Linked DNA regions of Hordeum vulgare: region 1 is linked to region 2. Evidence: chromatin contacts called from public Hi-C data. All regions are on one chromosome and are shown on one strand. The core of a region is the stretch at or near the end of the contact, and the rest is flanking DNA. Distances in the headings are between cores, read along the strand shown.

Region 1 (6,440 bases), core at 1,374-3,873, 350 kb before region 2:
GCCAAAATATCTCATGAACTCCGGCACAGAAGAAGAAAGCATGACATGAAAAGATACAACGGGCTGGATATTACACTGGTTGAGAAGCAGCAAGTGACACTTCCCCATGTGAGTACAGATATAGGTAAGCTGTCATACTTGTGGGAACAATTAAAGTAAGCCAAGTAGCACACTGTCAATAAGACAAAAAAAAGGTTACTTTGGCAGAATAATACGTCAGACAGAAGTAATATGAGAATTTGTACATCACAGTATTAACATAAAGAACATGGATGAATGCAGAAACAACAACATAAAACACATATAATAGAAATGGTCATGATACAGATACAGGTTAAAGAAAAGAGAGCCAGGTTCAAAAAGAGGGGCACTCAACACTCACATTAGAAAATGCAATACGCACATGTCATTCTCAAGAATAATTATCCGAATGAGGCATGTTCTTTGAGAAACTACAGTAGGTATTATCTATGAGTGTAGTTGCACTGCCAAAAAAATGGATTGGCAACTAAGGTGAAATGCTGTGGTCTTGGAAGTTAACATCAGCACAAACGTGGTAAGGAAACATTTTGCAAACTCAAGACGCTGTCACAAGTCACAATAACTGTAAGGCACATAAATTATTTAAGAAATGTATACAGCAAATATCCTATGGAATGAGTAGAACATGTTGCCTATGGATAGCTATGTCAGTTCAAACGCACCAAACATGAATATTAACTTCAGCAAGTCCAGACTACAGCAACATTTTAAAATGCAAATGCAATCAAGAGAGATCAATAGGCATACCCTCCAAATTTCTCGGTGTGATAAGTGTGTTTGCGCGAGATCAAACACTTTTACATAATTCACTGATGATTGTGCAAAGACCCACAGATTCACTCCCCATAACCAAATCATAAGTGCCTACAATAAGAACACTAAGCACAGTTACATAGATGCACAGGTAGGTGTTTGATTTTCTGTCTTAACATGTATTTCCCTTGAGCATAACACAAATACAGTAATAAAAAAACTCACCACAAGGAAGAGAGGGTTATAGTATAAGAAAACCTCATACAGAAATAAATCTCGAAGATCAGCACTCATCCTCATAACCGAGTCCCACCCTATCTGTAATCCCAAGAGTATTACCAATTACCACACGATCGATTCATGCATGAAAATAAGGTTATGAAACTATCGTAGAAAGACTGACCTTGCAACAGCATAAACCCCACAGGAGAAACAATATAGCCTGGAAAAAAGACAGGTTGATAAGCAATTTGACGGATAAAGTCCAGGCAGATGTGAAATCAATAAAACAGGATATTTTGGATACATTTAGTCAGTTTATACAGTGGAGCAGGTTAATATATATACATATAATTCTACAAGGACGTGTAAATGTATTTGAGCCTCTAAGAGGATATTCGATAATAAGTCATTGAGGAAAATAAGCAGCAGCTCCGACAGGACAATGGCGATCCTGAATGGCCATTTACAAGGCACGATCCAGAGCTCTAATAGCTGTATCATCATAGCGTGATTGTTCTGTAACGAACAAACGCGCATCTTAGACTAGCAGAGAGCTAGGCATGGCATGAGTCTGAGCCCCATTTTACAAAGCTTGCATATTTAAGGCAGTGAAAAGAGAGAAGCGTCAGGTGTGAAAAGAGAGGGACGTCTTACGATCCAGAGCTCTAATCCCTTCTCTTTTCACTGTTCAGGCAGTGAAAAGAGAGAGACGTCTTACGATCCAGAGCTCTAATCCCTTCTGTTTTTTCAACTTTGCTCATGAAAAGAGAGGGTATTAATTGACCCATTTTCGGGAGCGGGTACATTACGCTACTACAGTATTTGCAGACAAATGTATGCAATGGGTATAGCAAGCACAGACCATCTGAAATCAGAGCTCAAGTGTGTGAAACTTAGGCTTACAACTTAATACATTCCACAGCACGGTAGGGGAAAACCAGTTGTCGAAAGGCTAACCTACCTTAAACCGCCAAAGAAAAAGCGGCGAAGGCATGCCCACAACCGCGGGGACGGACGCGCCCTTCATCTCGCCGCCGATCCCGGGCCTCTGCGCGCGCAGGCGCGGTGCCTGCGCCTCCGCAGGAACCCTGCGCACGGATAGATTAATCGCACCGGATCAGCAACATGCAACGAAATCCGCGAGCAATCCAGAAACGGACGAGCACAGGTTAGAGCGGAGCGGGATCTCGCCGCTCTCCCACGAATCAGGCCCAGCCAGAGCCGGTGCCGCGGTGGCTTACCGGGAAGCAACAGCCCGGATCTCCACCTGAACAGGGGAGAAACCGCCCACGGGGTGAAAGAAAGGCACTAGGCAAGCCAAACGTCTGGGGTCTCGCCGACGAGCGCACCTGCCGCCGGCTAGGGGAATGGCGAGCAGAATCGTCAGAACTGGATCGGATTGAAAACCTGACGAATGATTTGGCTGGGTTCTGGCAAGGATCTGCCGGATCTGAAGCGGTTGCTCCGGAGCTCCCCTGACCCCTCGTTGCCCTTCAGCCAGCCGCCCCAGCAACGGAGGAAGAGATCCGGGAGGTCGCCGGTCGCCTTCGACCGTGCAACTAGCAACAGCGGGGAGGAGACCCGCAGAGATGAGAACACATGACAAGCACGCATCTTAAAGCATGCACCCCTTTCCTATAAGCGACTTACGAGCATGATTGGCATGCCAGTTTGACAAAAAGTTACTAACTTCTGGTAAGTTTTGATTTTTGCCAAATGTTGTCGTCAAATCAATCATGCTCGCAACTTTGCATTTACATGATGTGCTTATCAGTTTGTTCGATGAGTATTTTCATGTGCTTTCACACTAAACCATATAAAAGCATCTATAATCGGACGTCCCAAACTCATTCAAATACCTCGGCGGACGACTCAATAGTGACGGGTACAAAAGAGTGATCTAGATGGACGCCTCAAACGAGCTTCAAATTTTCGGGCTAACCGGCACCGTCCATATCCAGTCCAAATATGAGGTGGATATAGGGATGGTCAGGCTGGTATGGATGTGTTTGTCGTGTTGGACCCGGCATGCATACCCCACAACAAATTCACCCCCTCGATTACCGGATCCATGTGCTCTCTCCTCTCTTCTTCCTTCTCCACGTCAGACGTCTTGCAGCTCTACCGCCACCCTTGCTCTACGTTCGTTCCGAGCCTTGGTACCGCCACGGCCGGCACAATAATCCTCTCCCATGTGCTCGTCCCCGCGGAGGCGCAGATATCATCGGCTGCCGGACGTCGTCGTGATACGTCCGGCAACTCTCGGGCTGCTCCTTGCCCTTTGTGTGTTCGACAAAATGTCTAACCCCTTTTTTATTTATTTATAGAAAAATCATGAATTCCGATGCTTCGCCCAACAAGGAGTATGGACCAACGGGGCTTGATAAAACGATTGAAGCTGAGTTCTTTGATTCGTTGGATCCGGGCGAAGAAGTGGGCATGATCATACTCATGAGCATGCAAGAGGAAATGATGAGGACATTGATACCATTGTTACACCGGCTATGCCTACTGGACGAGTTACTAGAGCTCGCGCACGCCGATTGAATTACCACATACTTTCATTTTTTGGGAATCTTTCTAATGTTCCTGAACATATGATTCCGCCTAAATTGGATACTTTTGTTTTGCTCACGAATGAAGGACCTAGCATGGACAAGGAGGATGGCCATTGGAGTGGGATCAAGCATGGAGGGGGAGGTGCATACGCGGGAAAGAATAAGGGAGCTTCTAGTGGTGATTTTCGGACTTTGAAGCCACCATAAGGAAAGCATGAAGGCTTGGACGAAATATACAAGATGACACTTCATAAAATTCGTCCATAGGCTATTATAGGTGTGGCGTCACCTTATTTTTGAGACAGGCCCATGCAATTTTGAAATACTACCACATAGGCTGTTTTTATAGACCGTATGTGTGGGGAAACCAAGTTTAGGGTCGTTTTCGGATCCCTCCTCCAAGGGTCACGAAAAACCCTCTCTATTCCCTCATATATACAACCCTTAGGGCACCGCTTAGACTTGGGTTTTGTTTAGATTACAAGTTCTGTCGGGGGGATAACCCCGGGGTAGGCTCATCAGGCCTACTCCTTTGCCTTCAACCAAGAAGGAATAGCAAGAACCATTATGCAAAGCCCAAGTCCCCCTGGCCGGCTAGGAAGTACCTGCCGGCTAGGGGCGAGACGGCCAACTCTCTGGCCGGCCAGGAAGCACCTGCCGGCTAGAGACGAGACAGTTACCTCCCTCTGGCCGTCTAGGCCAAGCTGGCCGGCTAGAGGCGAGGCGGCCGTACCACGGCCGGCTAGTCAAGCGACTAGCTGGCTAGGGAGCTCAAGTCACATCAGACCGTAGGTCATGACGAGACCCTACGGTTAAAGGTGGCTATTGGATCGGGATGCACGGCAGGTACAGCATCAGCGTCCACGCCGCTGACCTCCTCCGGCTCCGATCGATCACTGTGCATAGTGTCGGCCCGTCAAACTCCCACTCCATTACTGCACTCGGCGCGGGAACAGTGGAGACGGGTGTACTGTCTGCCCATGACGATTCTCGCTAGACGACGCCGAACCCACATGTGTCCTGCATCAACCTCACGCGAGATCCTTACTGGCTAGCCGGCGGGTCCCACAGCCAGACGAGACCTCGCAGCCGGCGGGCCCCTCCAACGACAAGACAAGACCCCCGTGGGCCCCCTGGCCAGCCGGGTCCCACTCTTGTACTTTTATCCATATTGTAGGTCGGTGGGTTCGTCTATAAAACCCCTCGGGCCCCCTCCATGCAGAGGGTCGGTCAATTCAGCATACACACACACCACATAGGAGAGGCAGACGCGAGCCGGCAGCTCCTTCTTCCTCCTCCGCAATACAGCTCCAGGAGCACTTGTAGTCACATTCATACATCATACACTCCGGCATGATTAGTGGTATTATCTCTATGGAGAGCCCTGAACCTCGGTACATCGTGCGTTCCATGCTTGTACCATCCTCGTTCCCAGCGCCCTCCGGTGCCACTTCGGTTCCCACCATCTTTAGCCTACCCATGGCTTATGTTGTGAGTAAACACGAACATTTGGCGCCCACCGTGGGGTCGTCCGCGGCATCGCTCGGATTTACGCGCTGGGCGGGGCCCTGCACTTGCACCGCCGGATGCATCGCGTCCGGACCGATCAGCATGCCCGTGGAGCCTGCTATTGATGAGGCTTCGCCCATGTTGATCGACGTCCCAGTCCGTCATTCGGATTCCGATGGGGAGTCCGACGACGAGTCGCTCCCCAGCGTCGTCATCGCTGTTGTTGAGAACCTCAGGATTCTCTTCAGCGACCTACGTCTCGACGATGGCCCTCGCTACCCTGGCGAGGACTTCGACGTCGAGGCATCAAGCGCCAACTTTAGTAGGCTCTCCCTCGCGGAGACGCCTGCATTCGACACGTACCCTAGTGACATGCTCGTCTTCGACGGTCCACCGTCATCTGCGGGGCGCCTTGCCCCGTATCACGTCGCCGTCGTCTCCAACGTCGTGGGGGTGATGGTCATTGGCGCTGGCAACAGCAAGGCTCATGGCAAGGCGTCGGCTAACGCTGGTGAGCCTGTTGCTGTCTCCGCCGACACGCTTCATGCCGCCCTTGACGGCTTGAAGACGCCCATCACCACCTCCACAAAACCCACCGACGCGCGGGCCCTCGCTGGAGGAGGCGCGCAAGCAGATCTTGGAGGAGGGCATTGCCATCGCCGCGGCTAAACGCCGGATGGAGGCCACGCAGCGTGAGTATAACTCCAATTATGGCCTCACTCCAGTTTCTGAGGGTCCTAGCCGGCTTGGCTCGGTCCGCGGTCGCGGTCGGGTCATTTCCGAGATCCTAGGCGGCAAGCAGCCCATCTACGAGACTCCTACGGCCAACTTACGGGCTGCGTAGGCGGCCATGGCGGAAATGCCAGGCCTGGAGGGCGAGGAGCGCGTCCTTCCGGAGAAGCGGGTCAAGAACCTCCTTGACGCCGCCAACGAGCAGCAGACACGGATTGACCCTGGTCAAGCATAGTCGGAGTCTCCGGGACCCAATCCCGGAGCGCGCCATAACCCCAGCAGTCATCATCAAGCCGAGGGATCATCCTCGCATCGCACTTCCGGCCGGAAGGGCGAGGGCAGCCACGACAGGCATTCTTAGTGCCAGAGCGAGCCGACTTCGAGCCGGCGTCATGGAGAAGATGAGAGTGACTCGATGTATGAGGTTCCTCGTCCGGGGAGGACGCATGCAACCTGCTCACTGATACGTCTCCAACGTATCTATAATTTTTGATGGTTCCATGCTATTATCTTGTCGACTTTGGATGTTTTGTATGCATGAATATGCTATTTTATATCTTTTTTGGGACTAACCTACTAACTCAGTGCCAAGTGTCAATTTCTGTTTTTTCCGTGTTTTTGACC
Region 2 (6,879 bases), core at 2,727-5,226:
TTGCGATGGTAGATTGCATTGCTGATGAGGGACTTGGACTAGAAGACTTTGAAGACCCCAGAGACTTTGTTGAGCAAGGCAAGAAGACCCTTGACCAAGTCTAAGAGAATACTTTCATGCATGTCATATTTAGCATTTTATTTCGATGCATAAGGCCATGTTGAATCGGGAACTACCTTGGTGAGGTGTTCCCGATAGTTCCTCGGTGACACTTGCACTTGGGCATAACCCTGCCTACCTATGAGGGTTGTGCGGGTGGGGTGTAGTTAGGTTGCTAGTAGTGCTACGCATGGGATTGGGTACATGCATGGAGACGGTAAAAGAAGATGATTTCAAATGTTTTACGAAAACCCTGTCGGGTGCCACTAATACCCGAGGGTGATGTGTTGAGCTAGGTAACTACTTGATTAGGGAGTGGTATATTGAGGCCAGTTGTGTGAGGGATTTCTAAAAAACGGATTAGATTTAAGATTTGACGACCGTCCCAACCTTACATGTGCAACCACAATACCCCTTATGGGACAGGGCTTTGCTGATTACTATGGTCGATGCTAGTAGAGAGCCCGCATTACTAGTGGCGGGAGTGACGTGTTCACTCTCGAGACGGGGTTGTGCCAAGAAAGGCCGACCATGGGCTGTTTTCACAGACACCGGGCACAGCGTTGCGTGCCCTCGTGGATGATACGTGTGATGTACATCACGAGGGATTGTCACCAACGAGTGATCTCTTTGCTAGTATCATCGTGGGAAAGGCGATGTTTGGGTACTTACCTCGGGTATGAGAAATGTCGCGAGTCATGTCCTGACACGGAAGTTGCCCAAGTCTTATGGGTAAAGTGTGCAACCTCTGTAGAGTGTAAACCTATTCGAATAGTCGTGTCCACGGTCAAGGAAAGTTGGGTGGTGCTGCTTAAACTATGTCCATGAGTTTTCACATAAACCAAGTGTGTGTGGGGGGGGGGGGGATGGTGGTAGCACGAATGATGATCTAAGTCAGATGACTTGGCATGATGGGTAAACATGGGTCGTTAAGCCCTCAGTTGATATTGAAATATGTAACCCGTTCGCGTGGTTATCACTTACCTTATGATGCATACCGCACAAGAAGTTGATCATGTTATTGCACTAGGAAAAACCTTGCTTTCCGCAAATTGCCTATTGGTATCATATCATGTTTCATTATTGCCTTGTTCCACATCATGGGTTGCTTGCGAGTACCTTCAAAGTACTCATTCGCTTGCCACTGGTTATTTAATTGGCCAGGCATGGAAGAGCAGGAATTTGGAGAAGAGTTCGTCAGTGACGAACATGCAAACTAGGACGCTTCCCAGTCAGAATGCCTGTAGGTTAAGGCAGAGGGCATGGGTTCATGCTTTCATTCAAGATGTCCGCTGTTAGTTGTGTTTGGTGTGTCGGCCTTCGAGGCCCTATCTATGTAAGACTTGACCTTAATGGTCCTTATTTGTATCATACGGTATGTATGGATGTAAGAATCTTGTTATTCAGCTTGTGTGTTCAAGTGAACATTGATCTCTAGGATCACTGTACACGTGCATTCGGTGATCACAACTTACAAGTCGGGGTCCCCAAACATGATCATAGATCATATTGGTGTTTATGTTTCTACACGTGTAATTGGCTTTTCCTCGGGATCTCATATTCAAGAACTAATGTAATTATAATACATAAATATAAAATTATTTGCGAACACGGAAATAACGTAGTAATATTTTATTATTGTCTTTAGGCATATTTTCAATAGTCTTCCACTTGCATTAGAGTCCAGAATCTAGTTATATCAGTTTCCCAACACCAATGGCATTTTGGTGTTGCTCATGCTTTATTTGTGGTATAGACTTCATCAATAAATCTCATATTTTCAGATCCATCTTTATATTGCATATCTTTGTGTCTCAATGCTCCATGAAAATTCATAAATTATGTGGAATCTACTTTTTGTATATGGCTGAACTCCTTGGAGGGCCTTGGCTTCTTGGCCTGAACTATGGCACGCTATTTTTATTTCTTAATAGTGCTCCATTGACTCTAGCACACTTGAAAACATACCAAGCTCGGTGACGATCTTCTTTAGTTGAAACACCATTCATTCTTGCTTCCAAAGTGTCAATATACTTAGCCTCCGCTATAAAACTGACCACCTTTTTCTGCTCGGAACAATTCGAACTTACTGTGTCACCATTCTGTATAATCAGAAAACCTTGATTGAAACTGAACATCGTCTGGATCGAAGGTGAAGATGGCACGAGCGGTTCCTGAGGCCTCGCGCATCCATTGCCGCGCGTCGCCACGGGCCTGCCACCCTACGACCGACGCATGACCATCAACACCAAACATAAGACTACTCACAATGGGGAGCAACATACAGTAGTAACATACATATGTTACTAGTCTAAGTTACTACCTCCAGAGTGGATAGTAACATAGGGGTACTAACATTGAGCCTTTCATTTATTAGCCTATAGAGTCATTTTGCCTTGGCATCCGCTATGTTACTCCTAGTATGAGTAACATGCTAAGTTACTCCTAGTATGAGTAACATGCTAAGTTACTCGGTTTCTCTCTCTTCTCATTAATTAGTTGCCACATCATATTTCTTGCTTAGGTGGCATTTATGTTACTATCTATGTTACTCTCATTATGGGTAGTCTAAGGGGTGTAGCTGCCGCTAGGAGCCGTTGTTGGGGTCCCCGCAGCCATCTCGGAGCTATTGCCACAACACAGGGGGAGTAAAGACACCGCCGTCTCATGGGAGGGTGCCGGAGCCAGTCGAAGTGCCCCGCCGCAACCATTCCGGAAGTCGGCGCTCGTTTCCTCGCCGATCGCTCTTCTTGTGGTGATGAGGTGGGGAGGGCGGCGACGACATGATCTAGGGGGTCCTCCGTAGCCGCCAAGGAGGAAGACGAGGGGATGAGGGGGTTGGTGGCTGTTTTTTCTCGCGAGAGATTGCTACACCTCATGACTTCCCTATACTAACTTGGCAAAACAAGTTTCTTTGATAATCTACTCCCTCCGCCCTGATTTGTTAGTCTCTCTTTTGTTTTGGGTCAAACTTTGGTCTTTGACTTAACTATCAAAATATAATTTATATACCACAAAAATAGTATCATTGAAAACCTTTTTCAAATATGAATTCAACAATATAATTTTATGTGACATACAATTTCTATTTATTAGTCAAATCTACGGTCAAAGCATGACACCAAATTCGAAGGGGACAACAAAGCGAGACCAATGTACGAAAGTCCTATTCTAAGTCGGAGCTCAAATGCTTCATGATAAACAGTAAAATTAGAAGAAAAAAATACATTTAAAAAAATGCTGATTTTTTTGAGATAAGCTTTGATAAATATTTCATATGCATGCAAAATTTAAGTATGAAATGACATTCGTGAAATGCATGGTGAAAAGAATCAGCACTTCAAAATGTTTTTAAAACTAGCATTTTTGAAACATCAATTTTTTTGTCAGGCCTTACACGAATGTCATTTCGTGCTCAAAATTTACATGCATACAAAACGTTTGTCAAAGATTATAAAAAAATCAGATTATTTACTATTTGTTTCGATTTTACTGTTTATCGGGGATCATTTGAGCTCCGGCTGATATACTCCATGTAGGTTCTATGCACCCTGTGGATACACCGGCGACTAACCAAACTATTGTCGAACAATCCATCACGCCAGTCGTCGTCTCAGATACAAACAAAAAGACAAACGTAATAACCAGATTAATATTAATAGTGCCATAGCAACATCCAGCATCTCGTTTATCACTAGACAGATCGACAGACAGAACCAAAGCCGATGTGAGCGTTCAGTAAGTGGCCACTAATCAATCATTCCATCCCCACCACACCGAGGCGCATGCCCCCACGGCCGACGACCGACGACTCGTTGACTCGCGCCGCCCCGCCTTGCCTTTTCACACGTATATGAGCGCATCACTCACTCCCACCACCTCAGCTCACCGGTGTCCCCGTCCGTCATCACCTCACCTCACAGTCACCGGCCGCCCAAGCAACTTCCGACTAAAATAATGCAGACCACCTATCCCCTCCCGCTTCTGCTCCTCGCCGTCCTCCTCCTGGCCGGCGAGTCGAGCTCGCAGCCCGCCTCCGGCGACCAGGGCGCCCTCCTCGCCATCAAGAAAAACTGGGGAAACCCCGCGCAGCTCGCCTCCTGGGACCCCGCCGCGCACGCCGACCACTGCAACTGGACCGGCATCGCCTGCGAGGGCGCCGGCGCCGGACCGCGCGTGGTCACGGGGCTATCCTTGCCGAAGCTGAAAATTAGCGGCGACGTGCCGCCGTCCGTGTGCGACCTGGCGAACCTGGCCCTCCTCGACCTCTCCTACAACAACCTCACCGGCGCCTTCCCCGGCGCCACGCTCTACCGCTGCGCCCGGCTCCGGTTCCTCGACCTCTGCAACAACGGGTTCGACGGGGTCCTCCCGGATGACATCGGCCTGCTGTCGCCGGTGATGGAGCGCCTCAACCTCTCCAGCAACCACTTCTCCGGCGCCGTGCCGGCGGCGGTAGCGGGGCTACCGCTGCTCAAGTCGCTGATTCTTGACAACAACCAGTTCACCGGGGCGTACCCGGCGGCCGAGATAAGCAAGCTCGCCGGCCTTGAGGAGCTGACGCTTGCCTCCAACCCTTTCGCGCCGGCGCCTGCGCCGCACGAGTTCGCCAACCTAACCAGTCTGACCTACCTCTGGATGTCCGAAATGAACATGACCGGCGAGATCCCAAAGGCTTACTCGAGCCTAGCGAAGCTTCAAACGCTCGCTATGACGGGGAACAAACTCACCGGCGAGATCCCGGCGTGGGTCTGGCAGCATCCAAAGCTCGAGAAGTTGTACCTGTTCACCAACGGACTCACCGGCGAGCTTCCGCGCAATATCACGGCTTTGAATTTGATGGAGCTTGATGTATCGACGAACAAGCTCACCGGAGAAATACCGGAAGACATTGGTAACCTCAAGAACCTGATCATATTGTTCATGTACACCAACCAGCTCACCGGCACCATTCCGGCAAGCATGGCGACGCTCCCCAAACTCAGGGACATCCGGCTATTTGAAAACAAGCTCTCCGGCGAGCTCCCGCAGGAGCTCGGGAAGCACTCGCCGCTCGGCAACCTCGAGGTCTGCAACAATAACCTCTCTGGCCGGCTCCCGGAGTCACTCTGCGCCAACGGGAGTCTCTACGACATCGTCGTCTTCAACAACAGCTTCTCCGGCGAGCTCCCGAAGAACCTCGGCGACTGCGTCCGGCTGAACAACATCATGCTCTACAACAACCGCTTCTCCGGCGAGTTCCCGGCCAAGATATGGTCATTTCCGAAGTTGACCACTCTGATGATACATAACAACGGTTTCACCGGGGCTCTGCCGGCCGAGCTATCCGAGAACATCTCGCGGATTGAGATGGGGAATAACAGATTCTCTGGCTCTTTCCCAACGTCGGCAACCGCGCTGAGCGTGTTCAAGGGGGAGAACAACCAGCTCTACGGCGAGCTACCGGACAACATGAGCAAGTTTGCCAACCTTACTGAACTGTCGATGTCAGGCAACCAGCTGACTGGTTCCATACCAGCATCAGTCAACTTGTTGCAGAAGCTTAATTCTCTCAACTTGAGCCACAACCGGATGTCCGGCATCATTCCACCTTCCAGTATCGGGTTGCTTCCATCGCTGACGATCCTTGATTTGTCCGGCAACGAAATCACCGGTGTCATACCGCCGGACTTCAGCAACCTGAAACTAAACGAGCTCAACATGTCGTCAAACCAGCTCACCGGCGTGGTGCCGCTCTCGCTGCAGAGCGCGGCATACGAAACCAGCTTCCTCGCCAACCACGGGCTCTGTGCTAGGAAGGACTCGGGAGTAGACCTCCCCAAATGCGGCAGTGCCCGTGACGAGCTCTCGAGGGGCTTGATCATCCTCTTCTCCATGCTCGCCGGCATTGTTCTCGTCGGCAGCGTGGGCATCGCATGCCTGCTCTTCCGGCGGCGGAAGGAGCAGCAAGAGGTGACCGACTGGAAGATGACGCAGTTCACCAATCTGCGCTTCACCGAGTCTGATGTGCTCAACAACATCCGCGAGGAGAATGTAATCGGCAGCGGCGGGTCCGGGAAGGTGTACCGCATCCACCTGCCTGCCCGTGCCGCCGCCGGCGGCGGCGACGAGGAGCACGGCGGCGGTAGCAGGATGGTGGCCGTGAAGAAGATCTGGAACGGAAGGAAGCTGGACGCGAAGCTCGACAAGGAGTTCGAGTCGGAGGTGAAGGTGCTGGGCAACATCCGGCACAACAACATCGTGAAGCTGCTCTGCTGCATCTCCAGCCAGGACGTGAAGCTGCTCGTCTACGAGTACATGGAGAACGGCAGCCTCGATCGGTGGCTGCACCACCTCGAGCGCGAGGGCGCGCCGGCGCCGCTGGACTGGCCGACGAGGCTGGCCATCGCCATCGACTCGGCCAAGGGGCTCAGCTACATGCACCACGACTCCGCCCAGTCGATCGTGCACCGGGATGTCAAGTCCAGCAACATCTTGCTTGACCCGGAGTTCCACGCCAAGATCGCTGACTTTGGGCTCGCACGGATGCTTGTCAAGTCCGGCGAGCTGGAGTCCGTGTCGGCCATCGGCGGCACGTTTGGGTACATGGCCCCAGGTGAGAAGCTCAAATTCATTAAGTTGCCATGTCAACTTGTGAAAATTCATTATTGATTGTAGTGCTAATCGGGGTGAACTTGTGCAGAGTATGCTTCCAGGCTGAGGGTGAACGAGAAGGTTGACGTCTACAGCTTTGGTGTGGTTCTGCTGGAGCTGGTCACCGGCAAGGTGGCGAACGACGGC

What was found. A called contact is a pair of places that touch in the nucleus more often than the background predicts.
Region 1: a Hi-C map of leaf shows a contact between it and region 2, with 2.9 times the contacts expected there. The contact joins the promoter of LOC123407259 here to the promoter of LOC123411547 in region 2. A contact is called at or near these places in 4 of 6 Hi-C or Micro-C datasets (leaf and seedling) and 1 of 1 datasets of contacts at active chromatin or transcription factors (embryo).

Annotation. Positions count from the first base shown.
Region 1 is chr7H:516,861,387-516,867,826 of MorexV3_pseudomolecules_assembly, reverse strand. It overlaps LOC123407259 (SPX and EXS domain-containing protein 1-like), which reads right to left and starts at 2,623. Exons shown (of 14, transcript XM_045100355.1): 1 at 2,259-2,623; 2 at 1,979-2,105; 3 at 1,199-1,237; 4 at 1,021-1,113; 5 at 790-906; 6 at 77-172. The coding sequence starts at 2,044.
Region 2 is chr7H:516,514,581-516,521,459 of MorexV3_pseudomolecules_assembly, reverse strand. It overlaps LOC123411547 (LRR receptor-like serine/threonine-protein kinase HSL2), which reads left to right and starts at 3,976. Exons shown (of 2, transcript XM_045104513.1): 1 at 3,976-6,694; 2 at 6,782-6,879. The coding sequence starts at 4,057.